Linked DNA regions of Sus scrofa: region 1 is linked to region 2. Evidence: chromatin contacts called from public HiChIP or PLAC-seq data. All regions are on one chromosome and are shown on one strand. The core of a region is the stretch at or near the end of the contact, and the rest is flanking DNA. Distances in the headings are between cores, read along the strand shown. Region 1 has its middle 5.5 kb from the start of ZNF692. Region 2 overlaps RNF187 (E3 ubiquitin-protein ligase RNF187).

The links. HiChIP or PLAC-seq counts read pairs in DNA pulled down with a chosen protein or histone mark.
Region 1: an H3K27ac HiChIP or PLAC-seq map of alveolar macrophages shows a contact between it and region 2. The contact joins two enhancer-like sites. A contact is called at or near these places in 1 of 47 Hi-C or Micro-C datasets (liver) and 1 of 2 datasets of contacts at active chromatin or transcription factors (alveolar macrophages).

The regions. Positions count from the first base shown.
Region 1 is chr2:52,280,521-52,285,749 of Sscrofa11.1, forward strand. No RefSeq gene overlaps it. Among named protein-coding and RNA genes, the nearest start is that of ZNF692, 5.5 kb to the right of the region's middle. Within about 2 kb of position 3,566, at least 77 of the 83 cell types and tissues checked have an H3K27ac peak or open chromatin away from gene starts, as enhancers often do. A contact at or near this core is called in alveolar macrophages and liver, where this site is marked.
Region 2 is chr2:51,659,473-51,665,045 of Sscrofa11.1, forward strand. All of the region lies in intron 6 of RNF187 (E3 ubiquitin-protein ligase RNF187), which reads right to left. Among named protein-coding and RNA genes, the nearest start is that of RNF187, 30 kb to the right of the region's middle. Within about 2 kb of position 2,414, at least 52 of the 83 cell types and tissues checked have an H3K27ac peak or open chromatin away from gene starts, as enhancers often do. A contact at or near this core is called in alveolar macrophages and liver, where this site is marked.

The sequences.
Region 1 (5,229 bases), core at 2,316-4,815, 620 kb after region 2:
CTGCCAGGCAGCAAGATGATGTAGCTTTTAGGACTAAAGAAAGCTTCAAAGAAGATGACATTTGGCTAAGTTCTACTATTGCTATAATATTTATTTTCTAGATTCCTTTATTGTAGATTTTTTAATTTTTAAAAAAAGCTAAAATTCAATAAAATATTTCACGCATAAACTAAAATCTGTACTTAACCAAACATATTACATTTTGTAGTTCACAGTTTTACCATTTTATCTTCCAACCAAGCAGCGATGTAGAATGACAGAATTGTGTGACTCAAGTTGATTTATAACCACTGTGCTACGGTTTATTTCAAATCCACTGTTTAAATGCAGGCATATGTGGTACCTTAGACTATGAAAATGCCATATGTGCCCAAAGTGAGCGCAAATGGTTCCAAACCAAACTGTTAGGAACTTACTGGAAGTGAACATGTGTGGCTGAGTGTGCCAACTCAATAATAGGAGTTCTCCAAATTAACTTCCATTTAGAATATAATGTTTATTAAAGGATAAATAAGAATGTGCAACTTGAAACATAAAGATTTTGAGATAGACTAATTGAACCATAATTCTACAACTCTTTAGAATTTAGACCACCAGGAGATTTTACCTGGGAGAAGTGTTTTATCACTGACATTGTTTATGGTTGACAGGGTATGGTGATAATAGCACTGACTGATTTGTTGTTATTGTTGTATTTATTTTTTTTATAGGCAATGCTCCTGGCTCTGGTTCTAATTCCACTGGACTGCCTTCTTGCTGTTTCATCTCCTGAAAGGAGAAGCACTTGTACAAGGCAGCAATACCCTGGGACTTCTTACCTTGTTGTAGGGAGCTAGGTTAAGAATGATCATCAGAGCAAGAATTGGGGGTAGGCTGAGGAGGGAGTGATGCCAGGCTAGGACAGGGTAGGAGTTGTGGGGTAGAGGATGGAAGGATAACGAAGAGTTAGAGCCATCTGATTTGGACGGGGGTCTTTTCTTCATGCTTTCAGAACTTCATCTCCTTAGGGCCTTAGGGTTCATCCCTCAAGCTTCCCAGGTGTTTCTCAGCTCTCCTTTGACATTCCTTTTCCCCTGTCCTGCCGACCCCCAAGACAAGATTTCCCCAAGATAAGCTGAGCTTTGATAGGTCAGCATGGCAGAGACTCTCAGGCTTTGGAGATACTGGAGGGCTCACCAGCATCACATCTGCTATCTTCTAGGCTCCAATATATGGTATTGGCAGGGGATGCAGGATTCGCTAGGTCTAGATGCTCAGGTTACAAAGATGATCTTCTAGTAGGCTCTAAAAGTCTCCCACAGTGCTCTGCTATCAGTTTCTCTTTCCATATTGGACTGCGGTGGTGTACGTGTCAAGGGAGAGAATGTTTCCTACAAGCCTTTCCCCATGACAACCCACATGTCATTGTTCATTCTGTCATCACCTTAAAGTGCTCCAAGAAAACAGACTTACTAAGTCTTAGTGGACATGTGAAACACCTCGCTTGTCTCCAACAATGTTCTTGTAAGCCCCTTGAACACCACCCACTTTTTGCTACCAAGCAACTTTCAGATTCCATCTCCTTTTCCTAGTATCCCCGAAGAGTTCAGTTTGTTTTCTATTCTGAAATTACTGCCTCAGAATAGCAAGACTTCAGTTAATAAACTTGAAATAGTCATCTCAACAGATGCAATAACCAGACTTGGGTTTTCCTGGTGGGGAGGGCTGAGGGGTAAGCATTTTGTTTTGTGCATTATGCTGGGAGTCTTTACACCCCAGGGAGAGGGTTTGCATAACCAGAGGCAAGCTTTACAACAAAAGTTTTTCCCAACACATCTTCACCTACTAAACGTGTTTCTCACCTTACTTTACTGCTGGGGCTGTTACCTCTTTCCTCCTTTTGTGGCCTTCCGGATAAATAAGGCTATGGGAAGGACACTGATGGGGACCATCTTTATGCACAGCTGTAGCAAGCTTCTGGGATTCTTAGGAGTTGCTTTGTGATCAAATCCTATCTACTTAGTTCTCAAAGTAGAGCATCTTTCATTAGGATGTTGGCCTAGAGGAAGAGGGATGGTGTGGTTAGCCTCTGAATTTTGGAGAAAGCCTAAAGGGTGTCAGAGTTGATGAGGCATGAAGCCCATCACTCTAATCCACCAGACTGCAGTCTCTCCTTAGGGCTCCAAATGAGAAGTTTAGACATAAGCTTCATTAGCTATTACTGGAGAGAGCAAACTGAAGACATATGAGGGAATCCCAATCATGTTTCCCAGTTCTCACTGCTGGAAGTGGCTTCATGTCTCACCAGTTGAATAGGCAGTCTGAGGAGGGCAATATTTACTAGGTGCTAGTGGGTGGCAAAAAGGAGAGATGGCTCATTTTGGGAACCATCCAAATATGATCTGGTGAGTGGATTGAACAGATCAGAAGAAGAATGCAACAAGAACAGAACTAGGAGAAATGACTTCAGAATTTTGGTAACTCTCAAATTCTTTGTATTAAAAACCTGATGCTGGAAGATGGCTGTAGAGGATTGGTTGGATCCATTTTTGGCCCAAATGTAAAACTTTCTAGGTACAGAGGAAGAAAGATTAAAGACTGAGGCAAGGAAAAGGGCAGAAAACAGACAACTGGGCCAAGAACATGCATTGAGAGCCAGAAGAAAAGGAGGTAGTTAGAAATAAAACAGAAGAAATGACAGTAAATGGAGAGAATAAAACAGGAATGAGAGCAAACACAAAGTGAAAGAACAAACACGGTTAGTAGAACATGATGAGATGAAAGCAGCAGGGAATTCTAGGGAGCTTGTCAGGAAATAGCAGAAGAAAAATGTAGGGGCCACTGGAACCTGGGGAAGTTGTAGTGGAGACTCTTTCTTGCCCTCGTTCCCCATCTTGGGCTTCTTTTCCCCTAGTAGCCTAGCTTAGGTGGATAGTGTTTTGTCAGCACCCTCTACTTGCTCTCCTGGCTTCTTCACTTCTCATCTCCATTTGAATATACAAGTGCAACAGTACAAAAGGCCTGGTACAGGAGATGAAGATGAGAAATACTGTACTGGGGATGGAGGGGAGAAGACAGGGCACTTCATCTATCGGAGGAACCCTATCTTTGTCTCAGCTTTCCTTACCCACCACATCTAGTCAGTGAAGAAGACCTGCACTCCACAAAGCAGGACATAAAAACCAAGTTCTACTGAGAGCAAGTCAGATTTCCCTTTATTTCCATCTTTACCAGGTGGTGAGGCATCTTTACCAAGGAGTGTTCTAGGTGCCTGGATTCTAACTTCCCATGTTTGCTTGGACATTTTCCTGAGCCCATGACATCTGATTTTTAAACGTTTCTTCCTTTCCTGGGTATTTACTCTGGAAACACCTTAATTTCTTCTGTAACACATCAAAGGCCCAGGTGCACGTATCTCTGCTACAGCCTGGATGATAACCGAGCTATATCTGTAAATCCGCGATTTTCCTCAAGCATTTGGCAACCGAGCCTGTTCCAGGGGGACCTCAGGCAGAACCTGCTCCTCCGGACCACGGCGGGTAGGGCGCGGGACACCCGCCGGCCACGCGCTAGGAAGGAGGACGCGCGGGCACGAAGCGCAGCTCTCCCAGACAGGAGCGACCCGAGCGCGACGCGGATTACAGCACTACCAGCGGCCCGGCGCTCGCTGCGCACGTCCAAGCCCTCCCGCCTGAGCCGGGTCATCCCACGCGCGATCTGGTTGAAGAGGTCCCGCTCCACCACATGCAGTACGACCACAGCGTCGCTGGACAGCTGCTGCTTCAGCACCTGGAACGTAATGTCGCCCCGCGACCGGAGGCGAATGGCTTGCTGCTCCCGCTCACCCTGCCCGGAAGGCGAAAAACACCCCTGCTGCTGCAACATTCGCGTCCGTAAGTCTTCAGGCTGCCAGATTCCTTCTCAGTCATGTCCTCCGCCCTCCCAGGCTGGAAGCTAAATCACCAAGGGCAGGGCGGGTGGCCTACTCAGCCACTGGAGAAGAGGCGTGGGGAGTCTCTTATATACCGTCCTGCCCCGCCCACATGTCGTCACAGAGGGCAACCGCCATTGCGCTCCTGGAGAGGCTAATTGGCTGGAGAAAACAGATGCAGACTGATTAAATAAGGGGGAGACAAAGGGCCGGGAGGCCTTGTGCAGAGATGGGGTCTGAGCAAGTCTGATGGTCTGGGCCTCACAGTTTAGGTCTTAAACTGCTGTGGAGGGCTCCTTCTCCACTCCAACTGAGTCTTCTCAGGATTTCCGAGCAGCAGATTAATTACAATGCTGTAGCAATTTGGCCCATCTCTTCTTGGACCAAGGGAGTGGAAGGTGGTTTTGCTGTTTGGAGACAAGATACTGAGAACTCAGAGGGTACAACAATATTACTAGATTTGTCTTTTCCCAAGGCGGAAGATAAAGAGGCTAGGGTGCCATTTAGAGTCCAAGAAGTGTAATTGTCATGAGGATAAATATAATCACGTATTTAAAAGAACCCCAGGTGGACTTCTACAAGAAGCTCACAAGTTCTTCATGGGGAGACTTGGGAACTTAACCTGTAAAAAAGAATTTGCAGTTTCAAGAGGCTGTAAACTCTGTGTAATTCAACAGAGATAAAGCTACAAAAACTTAAATTTAATCCTAGCTTTTGAAACAAAGTGATGAAATGGAACTCTTTTAGTCTGATTGGTTAGTGCACTAACCACAGAACAAAAATACACAATCTCCCTTTCCTGTCCATGCCAAAGAAGTTAGTGCTTCTCTTCAGGATTTTCAAAGGAGGGTGACTATTTAGAGATACCTGGGGCTCATCCTTTACTTAAATGTAAGAAACTGAGACGCTGAGAGAAAAAAAAAAAGGATTTTCTGGGGAGAGGGTTATTGGAGTTTAGAGTTTTATTATTTTTGAATGATGTGAGACTGAGAGAACCAAAAGTGTTCTTGTGTCTCAAGAACTTGTTATTACCTAAGAATGAGAATTATGGAAACTGCTTGTGATTTCATCCACAGGATAGAGGAACTAGGATTTTGCAGATGTCTATTTAGGGACCATGAGGTGAAATAATAAAGTTTTTTTCTTTATTCCTTACCCTATGGAGTCCTGCTCTTTTGATTAATGAAGGGCTTTAATTAATAAGTAAAATTTGTGGAATAGGGTTGGTGATCTTTCTTCTAAACTTATACTAGGCAGCTAAGTATCATATTAAGTGATTGGTACCATAATTCAACAGTATGGTATGAGCAGGACATACT
Region 2 (5,573 bases), core at 1,164-3,663:
ACTGGCCCCTCAGGTCAGCAAGGGGAACAGGTATGTCCACGAATGAACTTCAGTGGATGAAATGTTCAGGTGCCCTCAAGGTCTGAGTGACTCCAAAGGACAATTCAAGTGCCAGGTGAAAAATGAGCTGGGGACTCTTGATGTTTTGTCAGCCTGTGAGTCCTTATAGAGAAGAGGGAGAAGAGGCAGTGTTCCAGACTGAGGGAAGGTAGGAGAAGTGTGTGTGCTGTGGACTCTCCCAGAACAGGGAGGACAATAGGAACCTGGAGCTGAGGATCCCTGGGCAGCGGGGAGGAAGGATGTGGTGGAGAAGGTGGTAAGAGGAGGCCCAGAAAGGCCTTTGAAGATTCTCCTGAGGCAGTGAGAGACTACAGAAGGGCTGGCAGGGAGTGGGATGCTCCACTGGCATCCCAGTGGAGCCAGTGGATGAAAGGAACAGGAGAGTCAAGAGCCTCTTCTAGGGGGCCGGGGGAGAAGGGCTGCAGGCCCCAACTGTGTCTACAGGAGGGCAGAATCATGATAGAATTGATGCAGTAGAACTGTTTATGTTAAAGCTTTTAATTTTTTTTCCTGAAAGTGTGCACAAAAGTTGCAAAGCAAAGTGTGACACAATAAGAAATAATATGTTAGTCTCTGCCCCTCAGTTTTTGGCAGAGCTCCTAAAGCCCTGAGAATTTTCTGTAATGACAGGGGTAGAATAATTAATAAGGTGCCTTTTAGAAAGCACCTAAGAATAGAGGTTGGTTGCCAGGGAAACCAATCAAGGGATTAGAGGGTTGCAATTTCATCTCCACTCCTTCCCCTTTAGGAAGAGAGGGGCTCAAGCTTGGAGAAAGGAGTCTTTTGTGCCAGATTTCCTTCAGGGCATGGCAATTTGAAGAACCAGGAGCTGCTCTTCCTAGTTCTCGGTAGTGTAGTTTACAACACAGTGGAGAAATAAAGGTAAGTCAATCAAAGGGGAAGGAAAGGTTTTCCTCAGACTTGAGTACTTATTGCTGGGTATGAAGAACAGATATTTGTGGAGAAATATGACAGGTAAGGAGGTTAAGTGTTGTGAACTGCAAAAAACTAAGCAAGGACTGTTTGTTCAGATTCGTGTCAGAGTCCCTTTGCCTTTGGAAATAAGGATGCTCCTTTCCTCCCAGTATAAGTAGGGCACCTCTCGAGGGTTTATGTCTTGTTTCAGAATAGAAGGATGAGGCAGGGGCAAGTGAGAGTGACCTTCCTGATTCTGCCATTTTCTCTAACTTTGTCATTTCTCAAGCTTAAGATATTCAACTTGCAAAGGTGCCATGTTTGTTGGTAGTGTGTCCTGAACAATCTAACAAAGTTTTTTTGTTTTGTCTTTTTAGGGCTGCACCCGCGGCATATGGAGGTTTCCAGGCTAGGGGTATACTCAGAGCTACGACAGCTGGCCTAAACCACAGCCACAGCAATGCGGGATCCAAGCCACTTCTGCTACCCCAGAGCTACGGCAGCTGACCTACACCACAGCTCACAGCAACACCGGGTCCTTAACCCACTGAGCAAGGCCAGGGATTGAACCCACAACCTCATAGTTCCTAGTCGGATTCGTTTCCACTGCGCCACGACGGGAACTCCCCAGAAAGTTTTATGTTCTAGATAAGGGCATTAAAAGCTTTGGAGATAAAAGTCTGCGTGAAGCAGTTAGGAGGGTAGAACCCAGGCTAAGTCTGCACTGAGCCAAGCTCTTTCCTAGGGATGACTTATGTACCCAGCAGGGGGCCTTCTGCACACCAAAGGGGCCCAGACTCCAGAGGGTATCCCTTGGGTAGCACCCTGGAAAACCATTTCACACCCCTGCTATAAGAAGCCCATACATGTCTCCAACCCCATACAGCGTTCTTGCAGAGAACTAAGGCGCACAACTCGCCGCATGGCCCAGGTCCAGAGTGCCTGCTGTGGCCAACAGTGATAGGCACACCTTCCCTACTTAAGGGCCAGGACCATTGCCAGCTTGTGCACTTATCTCACCTCAGACTTCAGCTGCATAGTGGCAAGCGAAGATAAGGACAGAGCAAAGAGAGAATGCTATATCATAGCTCTTCTGACCATCCGAGTGGCTCTGAAAACAGCCTTTGATATTGCAGGGCCCTTTGGTGTCGCAGCAGCAAATCCTGATTACTGGGCAGGACTCTATACTGCGCGGTAGCCTAGCAGCTTGTTGAGCTCTAGGTCGCTGCGGATGGCTAAAAGTAGGACGCGCGCGCCTCACCACCCTGCTTTGGCAGCCAGACTCCTCTGTGCCAATGGCGGGCGAGGTTTTATACCCGGGTGAGCACTGCCGCATGCTGCAACCGCCAATGGGATAAAGGCGCTCTGCAACCTCGCAGCCCCATTGGCTGCTATGCCCTTCAGTTTGTCCAATCAGACGAGACCTAGAAAGTCACTTCATTTACATATAACTTTGGGGCGGAAGTGCAGCTTCGTATTCCAAGCGCCGGGACATGTACGTCTTCACTGATGGTCGCCTCCCCAGACTCACAGGGTCTGCTCGGTAGCCTCTGCCAGCTGGAAGGCAGGGGAAGGGGCATTTTGGCTCGGCCACACTCCTCAGTCCTAATTTACCTTCAGCTTTCCCACGATGCTGGTGGCACAGAGGCGGGGCGGGGGACGGGGGGCGGGGTTGTAGCGCGAGATATCCCTAACGGGAGGTGGCCTAGAGGGCTCCAGGCGGGCCTTGCCCAAGAGTATCATCTTACTGCTGGGCGCCAAACCCTGGAAGGCAGGACGCGCTGGTGGCCAGTTCTCAGGCACAGTTGGCATTGAGCTCAGCCTAGTCCCGGATTGAGATAGCTGGGGACGCTCCCACAGACTGATATGCTTCAGGAAGCGGAAAAGTGATGTCCTGGAGCCTAACAGTGGAGACAATCTTCACAGTTAACCAAGAAAGGAGTCTGTGGCAAAGGCAACCTGGAGTAGTTGCTCCCGCAGAGGAAGAGACACTATCTGTCACTGAATGAATTCAGTGGGATTGAGAACTTTTACAATAGTTGGGTTTCTTCAAATTTGTCTCGTTTTTCACAAATGACACAAGCAACCTCTCCTTTGCCAAAGACGCCTTTCAATTGTTACTCTAGCTTGTGAATTTAATCCTGTTTTACCCCATCATTTGTTGTATTGATGACAGTGTTTAACTGGCATTTCTAGTTTTATAAATATTTCAAAGACTTGTCAAGTAGAAGTGACAAGCACATCCTTCTTCAGGAACGAAGAATTTTAAAAATTTAAAGATATGAATAAATTTTTAAAATTCTGAGCCCCCCCCCCAAAAAAAAGCTCCTGTTGTGGTTCAGCATGTTAAGAACCCGACAGTGTCTGTGAGGATGCAGGTTCCATCCCTGGGTTAAGGACCCCGAGTTGCCACACAAACTGCAGTGTAGGTCAGCATCTTAACTCCAATTCGACCCCCTTAGCTAGGTAGCTTCCATTATGCCACAGGTGCAGCTCTCAATAGAAAAAAAAGACTTCAAGATCTTGGTCCCATTTAAATTACCTGCCTCTCAATGGACTAAAATTCTGTTAGGAAATGAAGCACCATAACTTTGTACCACCTGACCTGTGGGAACAGTAGGGGATGCCTCTGGAGCACCTGCAGTGTTTTACTGCTTCTCTGCCCCCAGCATGAACCTGTGGGAGTCTCTCTGAGTAATTTCAACTGTTAGCTAAGTTGTAGCCTTTCATCCCCTCACAGGCAATAGTCTTCCCTTGAGAAAGCACTAATTGTGCCCTGGGGCCATTTTTGGACCTGATGTAAGAACAGTTGCCTCCACTCTTCCCACACCTGGGGGAGGACAAAGCAAGGACGTCCAGGGCAGAGGGCTTTGAAGCTGCCATTACTGGGGCTCAATGGAGAGAGCAAAAAGAAATGAAGACACTCCAAGGTGGGAGGGCACAGCTCCCAAAGATCTCAAAAACAGTCTGGAGGAAGGTCTCTTGAAATCTGAATGAGTGTGGCTAGAGAGAACTACTGATTCCCCAAGATCAAATCAGTGAGCCTGCACATTAATTTGTGCAGGTTTAATGGTTTATTTATTGCAGGGGCACCCCTTTTTCTAGGATGCATACCACCTTAACATTCCAAAACTTCTAAGGATCCTTTCACACACACCCAGACACCCAAATTTGATATGGAACTAGTTACAGAACTAGGTAGCCACCACAGAAACCCCAGAGTGGCCTTAAGTACTCTGGAACCCAACTTTCTTCTCCAATGTGAAGTCCTAAGTTAGGGTGGTCCCAGGACAACCAAACAATCTCCCTTTCCCATTTTCCACCCCACAGTCCTGTTACCTTGGTTCTTTACTTTTTGTTTGGTGCTATTCCCTGTTCCATAGGAAATCACACTAATGGGTTCCATTTATCATCTTGAAGTGTTCCACGTGCACACATTAAGTTTAGGTAAACAGTATTGCATCTTATACTTTGCAGCATGACGCCACAGCTCCATGACTTAAGTTTTACCATGTCTGTCCAGCTCCTCTCTATCTCAGGGCTTCTGCATGCTCTGTAGCCTCCATCACCCACTTGACCTTCCACCTCCCCCAGTAAGGACCACTGGCACTTGCCCTGCCCACCCCAAGACAGTAGTGCAAAAGATGCCCAAGTTGGCCTGAGGATCCTCCTGTGGGCCTGGTGAAGACTAAGGAACAAACACATGGGAGTGGGACCACTGGGTCCAGAGTCATTATGCCCTAAATCTCATAACATCTGGTAGCAGTGGCGCAGAACCCAGCAGAAGGGCAAGGGACAAAGGGTGGCAGCTTTCCCATCTCCATCTCAACAGTGAGTCATTACTCCCTGGGCGTGTAATTTTTCTGCTCCAAAAACTAGAGTTTAAGCTTCTCCTTCTGGGTTTCTGAGCCCTCTGGCTCCTCTTATGCACTTGTTTGTCCATATCTCTGCCATGTTATCTTACTCCAGCCACTTTTGGCTCTTCATGATTTGTGGGAGTTTCTTGCATTGTCGGTATGAACCACATTGGTCTGAACACTGCAAACATCTACCACTCCACCTGTCTGTATTGACTGTGGCCATGAGACACTTGGTTCAGTGGAGGAGGATTTTTTTTTTTTATAAGCCCCACCATCTCACCTGAGAAAACCATTCCCAGCACCAGGTGGTCCCCAGCCTGTCCACTGGTGGCAGAAAAGTGACAACAGTATTCTTGTCAAAAAGCTGTGGGTAGTTCTTGTGTTCCATGACCCCCCCCCTTTACCCCCCAACCTGCGGCAGGGCTGAGCTAGGCGGATATCCTATTAAAAATGACAGGAGGATGGGCATCAGTCCACAGGTGTGCACAGAGCTCTGGCCTACCTCAGCACTGGCAATAGCCCTGAGGCCTGTCCCACCCTTCCCAGCAGGTCATACTCTTTGAAAAAGCTGCATCTGCAGGGAGAACACTATCAGCAGACCACCTTCTCTGGAGTTCTCCACACCTCTTGGTCATGCAGAGCATGTCGGGGCACCCCTGTCCTATGTTGTGTAGCAGAACCAATTCCACTGCACTGCTCCCATACTGGCATCCCCCATGGCCACCTTTCTGCTACCTC